Linked DNA regions of Mus musculus: region 2 is linked to region 1. The links are chromatin contacts, called in public promoter capture Hi-C maps. All regions are on one chromosome and are shown on one strand. The core of a region is the stretch at or near the end of the contact, and the rest is flanking DNA. Distances in the headings are between cores, read along the strand shown.

What was found. Promoter capture Hi-C pulls out the DNA fragments that hold promoters and counts their contacts.
Region 2: a contact with region 1 is called in a promoter capture Hi-C map of liver, with 3 times the contacts expected there. The contact joins the enhancer-like site here to the promoter of Fam107a in region 1. A contact is called at or near these places in 6 of 39 promoter capture datasets (cranial neural crest, hippocampal neurons, liver and 2 more) and 1 of 115 datasets of contacts at active chromatin or transcription factors (astrocytes).

What each region holds. Positions count from the first base shown.
Region 1 is chr14:8,307,136-8,311,833 of GRCm38.p6, forward strand. It overlaps Fam107a (family with sequence similarity 107, member A), which reads right to left and starts at 2,642. Exons shown (of 4, transcript NM_183187.4): 1 at 2,350-2,642.
Region 2 is chr14:11,131,263-11,135,960 of GRCm38.p6, forward strand. It overlaps a transcript of Fhit not described here. Among named protein-coding and RNA genes, the nearest start is that of Mir5124b, 150 kb to the right of the region's middle. Within about 2 kb of position 2,054, at least 5 of the 459 cell types and tissues checked have an H3K27ac peak or open chromatin away from gene starts, as enhancers often do. A contact at or near this core is called in hippocampal neurons and liver, where this site is marked.

The DNA of each region.
Region 1 (4,698 bases), core at 1,392-3,891:
GGTCTTTAACCCAGACATCCTTCTCTGGAGAATCATGGTGTTTGAAGACTGAGGCGCTCCTATTGGGCATGGAGCTCTGGGGCCAGAAGGTGTTGGCTAAATGAGTGGCCTGAATGTCTCTAAGGGGGTGGGAGGAGTTTGGGAATGAGAAGAGAGTCTGATTCTGTGTGTGCACAACCTGGTTGGAACAGTTGACCCAATCCCTGGTCCCTTCCTGGGAAGTGAGGAGAGAGTCAGAGGAGAATGACACTCTCCCTGCAGTGTCAAGTTTACACTGAGAACAGCTGTGGGACCCAAGGTCCCTTCACCTCCTCTGCCTCTTTTTGGCAGTGTTTCACATATCCCAGGTTGGCTTCAAACTTGCTACATAGCCAATGATGACCTTGAACTTTTGATTGCCCTGCTTCCACCTCCCAAGGGCTAACATTATAGGGATAGCCACATGTCCCATTTATGAGATATCAGTGGTTAATTTCAGGGCTTTGTGCATGCTAGGTAGGTTCTTGACCAACTGGGCTGAATCCCTAGCTTTGCCTATGGTCTTCATGTCCCTTCTGACTGCATTCCCTCTATCTTCAGTGTTCTTATTGTGTTTCTGATGCATCAGTCACGGCAAACAACACTGGGTCCAGTAAAGTGTCCAATGGATAAAGCAAAAGAAACAAATGTAACACATAATTGTAGCTTGTGTGACCTCGGGCAAACAGCTCACACTCTCTCAGCCTCTGACCTGTGGAGGTCATGGCAACCTCCACCACCCTAAGGTCATTAGAAGGTGAGATGATGGTGTGCACACTGTACTTTGTATACTACCTTGCCGAGTAAGCCCCATCTAGGCAAACTATTAGCCTCCTGTCTTGCATGTTTTGCAGTGAGCATGGAACTTGGTCTGAATCTCATGATTATCTTGATGGCAACTAATTTTACAGTTGAGAAAAATCAGAGCTTATTAAGCTAAGGTCAATGTTGAGTATGTAGCAAAGCCGGAATCATTGGACTCCAAACCTTGGACTCTTTCTACCACAATATTGTCTCCCAGGAACGGCATGTTTTTGACTCAATAGAACCAATTTACAGCCCTTTGCTCTCTCTGTATATTCAAGAAACCCTAAGGAAGAGGCAGTTGGTTCCCTTTGATGACTGAGACCATTAAGGCCAGAGAATCAGCCAGTGAGCAATGCAAATACTGCCCTGCTGCTTGAAGCAGCCTTCCCTGTCAGGCCTGTGGCCAGACTTCAACCCCCTGTCCCTCCAAACCTTTCCGGTCCAGCATCAGCAGGCCCAGAGGGGAGGCTTTGAGAAGCACTGGCAAGAGAAGGAGAAACATTCAGAGAAGCGACAAGCTGGCAGCCACATGTCCTGCTTGCCCTTTCCTCCCTGTGGGTGGTATGCATTTGTAGCTCACTGGCCAGTAACCTAAGAACATACATGGCCACATCTCTAGGTCTCCCTGAAGACTCAGGCCAGCCTTCTTCTTCGTCTTGGAGCTACCTGTCCATTTGGGCAAGAGGGCCCAAGACTACTCCAGACCAGCTTCCTCAACTCTTTGTCTTGGCCCCCTGGAACCGTTTAACCAGCAAGAAGGGTTGAGTTTGAAGGGTGAGGCATATAGGGTCCTTAGCAAGGTTGGGGATTGTGCCATGCTGTTGAGTAGGAAGCCACATGAGCACACTACCATAGTGCTGCCCTTGTGAGCTGCTGCCACCTGGCAGCTGGCTCAGGGAAAATCACAGCAGGAGTTACCACACTTCATGCTAGGAAGCATGAAGGATCCAAGCTGCTCAGAAACCTATGTGTGGGAACTGTCAAGAGGCCATCCCACTTATAGCAGCTTCCTAGCGACAGGCAATCCTCTATTCCCTGATTTCTCTAGTCCCAGACTGGCCGTGTACTATATGATGAAGCTAAGTCCATCGGCAAGGTGGGAATTACCCATAGCCTGCACTACCGGTCTAACCCCTGATTCAAAAACTGGCAATAAACTGAGAAGGTGGGCAACCCCTTCTTAGGAGCAAACCTCAGAGAGGTCATCTGATTTCTCCAGATCTCAAAGCCAATGTATGAGGGAGCCAGAGTCTGAGCTGAGCTCTGGTGCCCAAACCCAATTCCGTGCAGAATTGAACCTGGACTATCTGTTGATTTTGTCTATCTGTTCACTATTAAGTGAACCCTTCCTGCTGACCCTTCACACCCCTACTGTGTGATAATGGATTTAAGAGAGGCTGTAGCAGGTGTTAAATTCCTCTCAGTATTTACAAGCAAACGGTCAACCAGACTACAGAGCTGTCACTGAGAGCCTACTTAACCCCATACCCCCCACCTCCACTTTTTATCCCTGCAGCACCTCACCTCAGGGAGGCAGGGTCCCAGTACCCACAATTTGAAGGCTTCAGTTGCCGAGACAGCTTTCTCTGATGCTCTCAGGTCCTTCTCCTTCCCTCCACCTTCTCTTGGAACACAGTCAGCCTAACAGCATGCGAAGCAGACCAGATTCGAGTCTTACTTCTCTACAGGTCCTGGGCTGTGAGCTCCTCTGCAGTGCCCGGGCTGCTAGTTCCTCTGCAGGTCTCAGACTTAGGGAGTGCTAAGCAGGTCCTAGATGGCTGAGGCAGCCGCCCCCAAAGGGCGGGCCTTAAACCCCCAAGATGGGAGGCACTTTTGCACTCCCATTTATTCTGATATCAATAAAAAAGAACTGTTGCTATAGAAACCGTTATTTCACTTGGTGAGTGGCCATGTCCGAGACTCAGAACACCATGTCCAAGCCACCCTGATTGAGAGGCACAAATAAATACATGTTCTGTCAGACTGATGAGGCATAAGAATCCTGCCAAGCTTTGTTCGGAACAAGGCGAACAAGGCGGCTCCTGGCTTCTAGGGAGGAATTTCCCTTGTTTGTATGGGAGGGGATTCCAGCACTTCCCCAAAGGGGGTGGGGGGACCAGGCTTCCTGCTGCAGTGACTGAATCTTTAGAACTTGCCTCTTGGATACTAGCAGGGAGAGAACTATAGCTTGAGTCAGTTCTTGGCAATTCTCCAGGCATAGGTGTAAGAAACATTGTGAAATGAAGTGTCATCTACAAATGTGTTGGGCAGTGGTGGCACACATTTTAATCCCAGCATTTGGAGGCAAAAGCAGGTGGATCTCTGTGTTCAAGGCCAGTCTGGTCTACAGAGCGAGTTCCAGGACAGCTAGGACTACACAGAGACAGTCTCTAACTAACTAACTAACTAACTAACTAACTTCACATAATTAGCTTCATACCTGGAACTTCACAGAAGAACCAGCAGGCTGTAGCCCAGGAGAAGGGCAGCAGATAGAGTTTGCACCTAGCCCACCCTACTCTGATCCCAGTCCTTTCTGAACTTTGGCTTTCCTGACTGTCAGCTGAGGGTAACAGTGTAGCTGTGTGTGACCTCAATGAGATGGCGTTCACTAACACAGCCTGCAGAGAACTGTCATGTGCTAAAGGCAGGGTCTTAATATGCATGCTTGTGCCTGGCCACAATGAGAATTCGTGCAAATAAAAGCTGAGGACATGGGTAGGACCCCAAAGACGGTCTAGGTGCTCGTAGATCAAAGACCTTCTCTGCACCCCTGAGCTTGTTTCCACTTGAGCATTGGGTCTAGTCTGGCTTTTGGTATTATCCCCTGCTCCGCCCCCATTGAGGAAACCAGCACCTGCCAGTGAGTCTAGGTCTGTACCCCAGTTTACTTTCTCATGGAACTTTGGTTGGCCAAGGGCAATGAGGCCCAGGATGCACATCACAGATAAGCAGACACATTTCCACATACAGTTCTGGGTTCTTTTTGGCCATAGGATCTGTTCGTTTAGTCAACATCATATATATATATTCCTGGTATGATCTAAGTGGGCATATACATGATGGAAAGGAGACAGAGACAGATATTACTCCAGTCCGCAGGGAATCCACATTCAGTGTGTGTGTGTGTGTGTGTGTGTGTGTGTGTGTGTGTGTGTGTGTGTGTATGTGTGACAGTAGATAAAGATACATACAAGAAAATGTCACCCAGTGATGTATGGCTGTAGAAAGGCTGAGTGAGGACTGGGCAGTGACTGGTAGCTTGGGAAGGGTGGGCACAGCCAAGGCTGACTCACAAGGAGTTGGTCATTGCTTATGTGGGACAGGTTTTTAGGGTGAGCACAGCTAGTGTCCAGGCTCTGGTGTGGGAATGACCTGGGAATGGTAGAGGAGCCAGCAGAGCTGCCTCAGGGAAGGAAGAAAACTGTGGAAGGGCCTGGAAAACGGAACCTCCGGAGGGGATTTGGAGTGGACCACTCTGAAGCCACAGAAACTCAGAGTTGCACATTCTCGGGCATGAGACAATGTTCTAGGAACAATGTGTAGTATTCTGTGTCTATCGCTCTCCAGTCTGCCTTTCTGGAAATTCCTAGAATGGTGGCCTCCCCCAGCTTCCCACCCTGGCTGCTCCATTTTACTCAACTCTCTCCACTGAACAGGACGACAAAAGTCTGGTAAGGGCCGGGGGTGTATCTCAGCTGTAGAATGCTTGCTTGCCTGGCATACAGGAAGCCTTGGGGTCTATCTCCAGCATTGCATAAAACTGGGTATGGTGGTTCATACCTGTAATCTGAGACGATCAGCAGTTCAAGACCATCCTCAGCGCCATAGTCAGTTCAAGGCCAGCCTGGGCCACATGGAATCTCATTTAAA
Region 2 (4,698 bases), core at 804-3,303, 2.8 Mb after region 1:
ATTCAGGTACAACAGTGAAGACACTGAATAAATTCAGTGCTCATTTTCATTTTTATGCTGCATTCAGTGAGCTGTTACTGCAGACAAATTACTGCAACAGTCTTTCAAATGATAGCCAATTTTCAACTAAGAGAAGATTCTTAAACCACTTTCTAAAACCTTTTGCTACATATCGGTAAAAACCAGGCAGTTGGAAAACAGGTCTGGTTAAACCACCTGATGATAAATGAATATTTTTAAATGCATGGAGTTATTTGACAATCTGCATAGTGACTTAACACTCACAAGAAATAACAGCAAAGCCCCCAAACCTAACATTTTCTCCTATGTAGTCTTAGAAATTGTGTCTGAATTTATATCTCTATATTCTATACACAAACCTTGGACGTACTTTAGGGTTCAGAATAGCCTTTACCTTCATGATTTACCTTACGTTGTAAAAAACAAACAGAAGCCCTTCCTCAAATCCATAACTTTAAGAGTGACTTGCTCTGTGGTGCAGCTAGAAGAGTGTGTAGAAGAGTGTCTAGCCAGGAACAGGCACACTGCAAAGCTTGCTTAATGTCCGAGTATGTTTTCACTATTGCTAGCATACAATGATTTGGAATTCTAAAGCTGTGGTTGCTTTAGGGATTTGTCCTTTGATTTCAACCACTCCTTACTTTCTCCTATTTTTTTTTTTTTTGAGAATTTCATAAAACAGAAATCTCCCTGCTCAAGCCCATCCTCCATGGCCTGAGGCATATATCAGTGCACCTCCACCACCACCACCACCACCCCCACACACACATACACACACACATAGCACACTTTCGTCATACCTGTTCAATACTGTCATATTTGCTAGACATTGCAAAAGTAAATTTGCCAAGCAGCATGAGATGTGGAAGTCATTAGGTGACATCTGAGGAGTAGAATGCCAGGCGGTCAATAATTACCTCCTCAAGATTCACAGAATTCCAGGCAAATCAAATTCCATGAAATCTCTGGGAGTGTGACCTGATCTGGGCTGGGTCCCTGAAAATGGGGGGTCAATGAGTCTGTGACCACCAGACAGGACTAGGACATACTGGACTCATCTCCAGGGGACACCCTGTGGCAATATGACATTTGCACAGGGGTGCCCTAACATGCTCCCGGTATGTTTTCTTGGAACGGGATGACATTTCAAGTCAAATAGCTCTGTTCACAGTAGCAACAGCCCTCCCCCAAATTCTGCTAGTCTGAATTCGAGAAAAAGAGGTTCATCTTTAGGAAAAACTGAGAGTATGTATGCAGATACGTGCTTAAAAGAATCTGTTTTTAAAGGTGTCCAAATAGACAGTCAGTGTTTACCTCAAGTCTTATTGTAAATACTTGCTCTCAATTGAACAAATTCTTCCTCTCAGATCCCAATACTGGACACTTTTTAATGCATATGGAAATTATTTAGAAAACTGTGTAACTGAGAGGCAGAGAGAGTGACTGTCAGTGCTATGGTCTCAGCAAGCCCCTGCTGCCCAGAACCGCAGTTCGTGTTGCACCTCCACCAGAGAGCTTGTATGTAACCCATTGAACCAGCACCCACCCAGAGCTTCTGATGCCTGTTCTGCCAGATCCTGCTCCACTTCAGGACTAGGAAACAGTCTGTGCAACACCTGTTTCCTGGCCAAGGGCTCAAATGGCCCAGCTACGTCATCAAGAAAAGGAGTCTGGTTGTGCCCTCCTCTGAACTCTCCATCTGGAAGATTCTCTGGCCTCCTTCCCTCTCATTTTTAATCTGACAGACACTGTTGGACAGGGACCCTCAAAGCAGACCAAAGTTCATTTTTCCTCCTCTGCTTCTTGCCCTGCATATCAGAAGGGCAGAGGGAGGCTGGCATGGAACAGGATGCCAGGAACTAAATGAGGGTCCCTGACTACTGGACCACATCAGTCCTGCCTTCCAAAGTCTTAATTAGCCCTTCTCCTCCTGGCACACCCATTTGCTTCTGGAACCCATGGAGGTGGCAGGGTAAGATGCCACACTCACAGCAAGCATTCAACAAAATATTGATTGCGGATGGCAGTCAGAGCCTGTTGGCTCATGGCTTGGCAATAACATCAGTTTGGAAGTCTGGGCACCGGTAGCAAGATTTCTGCTCCCCGGTTCTGATGCAGGCAATTCTACCAGCATTATTCTGGGTGATAATCAGCCTCCAGCTCAATTTGGAAGCAAAATGATCTTAACAAACAGAGGCAGACTTGACAGACAGGCTGCTGAGCCTGGGGACCAAAACACGGGATGAAAAAGCAGAAGAGAGGAATGATATACAGCAACGGAAGAGAGGGAAATGCCATACAGGAGCACAGGGCTAGTTGCACAGGGTTGCCCCCATTCTACCTATGACTCTGAAGTAAGCTTCAAACATAACAACAGATGGGGCAGGGCCGATGAGAGGGGACGAAAGGAAAGGGGACAGAGAAGGACCCCTTTGGCATTCTGACACGAAGACATACAGTAGAAGCAGTGAGCAGTCTCAACAGTAACACGGAAGAGGTTTCCAAAGACCATGAGTCTTAATTCTGTCCTGCTTGGCACCTCTTGAACTTCGGTGACACACTGAAATTTGCCATTTTTCTAAGAGGACATTGATAAATACAATGGAAAGTCTGAATACATTTCCCCTCTGCATTCATTATCTCTGGCCCATATCCACAGGCCTATTGCAGACTAAATTGGATTTTGGATCACTGGTACTAAGGCACTGCAATTAATTAACAATAGAAACATAATATTTATATCCAGGCCTAACAACATCTGACATTTAAACTATTCTGCCAGTCGGGCAAATTCCATTCGACAAATTTTCATTTTAATGAACATGACAGACCACAGCTTACATGATAGGCCAAGATGCAGAAGCAAGCTGATTTCTTGGCATGTGCTTCCAAGGACTGGCCATGCCGCAGGAGAAAGAAGCTGGGCAACCGTCAGAATAACAGAAAGACCTGCTCCACAGCTCCATTTAGACAGATCAAGGACATGCCACTCCTCTGACTCTTCTAAAAAAGACCCTGGGACGAGATTGTCCTTATTTCCTACACGAGCTCAAGGTTAACGGCTGCATCTTATCATCCACTGGGTAATAGTTCTACCTTTGGGCTTCTGATATTTTCTTTGGGGCACTGAAATCCCTTAGTCCTTTGTAATTAAAAAGTGATAAACGTTTTCCAAGGCATCTGATAATATTCGAAATGCACAAGAGTTGGATCTGACACAGCTTTTTCAATTGGCACAAAACTGGCCTTCCATATTTTGCCAGATGGTGTGTCTCAGTAAGTCCTCAATTTCCGACTCAGTGAGGGCACTGTCACTATGATGTTGATGCAGAGACGGTATTAAATGCTATCTTATTTTGCATTATACTAACACCATAGACCTATTTATTCTTGCTAAACTTTGATAGCTTAAGGAAGTTTTCCTTCTGTGACTCATTAGTCTAGGTAACAGAAAGATGGCACAGATGAAGAAAAATTATTCCACAATATAAGAGCCATGCAAGTGTCCTGACCCCACAGTGACCTCTCCAAGACAGATGAAGGGCATATCAATGTCAAGGACAATGTCAGCAAACAGATCTCCCAACACAGAGTACTATTGTTCCTTTCACCGCTACAGGACTAAAGGTAACTGGGTGAAAATGGTGTAGATTTACCTACAGCCATCTCCACTACTCATAAAACATGTATGTAAATTTTAATCACACATTACAACATGGATAGAAGTTTCACAGACATGGAAGGTAACAATGAGTGGTCCACAACATCCCTTTTTAATGGACGTGTAATATATTTCTAGCTCCTATATCTAAAACACCCATTATCTCAGTTTTAAATGTCACTGTAAATGAAGCAACACTCCTTGGAGGTATGGATCTTGCTCATGAGCTATGATCAGCATCTGAAACCCACTTTCATGCCAGTGACTCATCCTCAAGCTATATATGTGGTCAGATGCAAAATAGTAACTATGTGCCATGTCACTTTTAGTTATGGTCAAGATACCAGACTATCAATTCCTGGAAAGATAAAAGCATTTCTTTTACACAACCTACTTTGGAACCAATAAAGTATTGTTCAAATCAACAAAATTTTGCATAGGGACAAGTACAAATGCTTATTTTAATGACAATATCTGATGTGCATACTGTAAGTACTATTATGAAGTCTATTGCACAACAAGGAACTACAGAAAGGTAGTTACAGTTAACAGTTAATGGGCCTTCCTAAATGTAGGTCCAAGGTCTGGTGTGAATGGAAGTTTAGGGAAAAATCCAAGTCAGTCTCTCTCCTCAGTCTGTGAGCTCCAAACCCGGTGGCATATGACAACATCCACTAGCGAAACGGCATGGAGGAATCGATTCCTTTTTGGCAATAGTCAAATATCTTTTAAATATCAGGTATGAAACATTTTCAGACCACCAGATGCTTATATAATTTTGAAAAAATCAATTTTATGGAGCTGCTACAAGTAGTTTTATGTTTGTTAATGTCTTGTTATATTCTTGAAAAAAATAGAGGACTTACAAACCTAAAAATGTCTTTTTGAAAGCTGGGAAGCAAAACAGGACCCAGACAGGAATGACTGGGAAATGTTTGGCGGAACACAAATGAATAGTCTAAAACTTTATTGTGCCATTGTGGGTGACATGCTCTAAGATGGCCATATCAAATTCT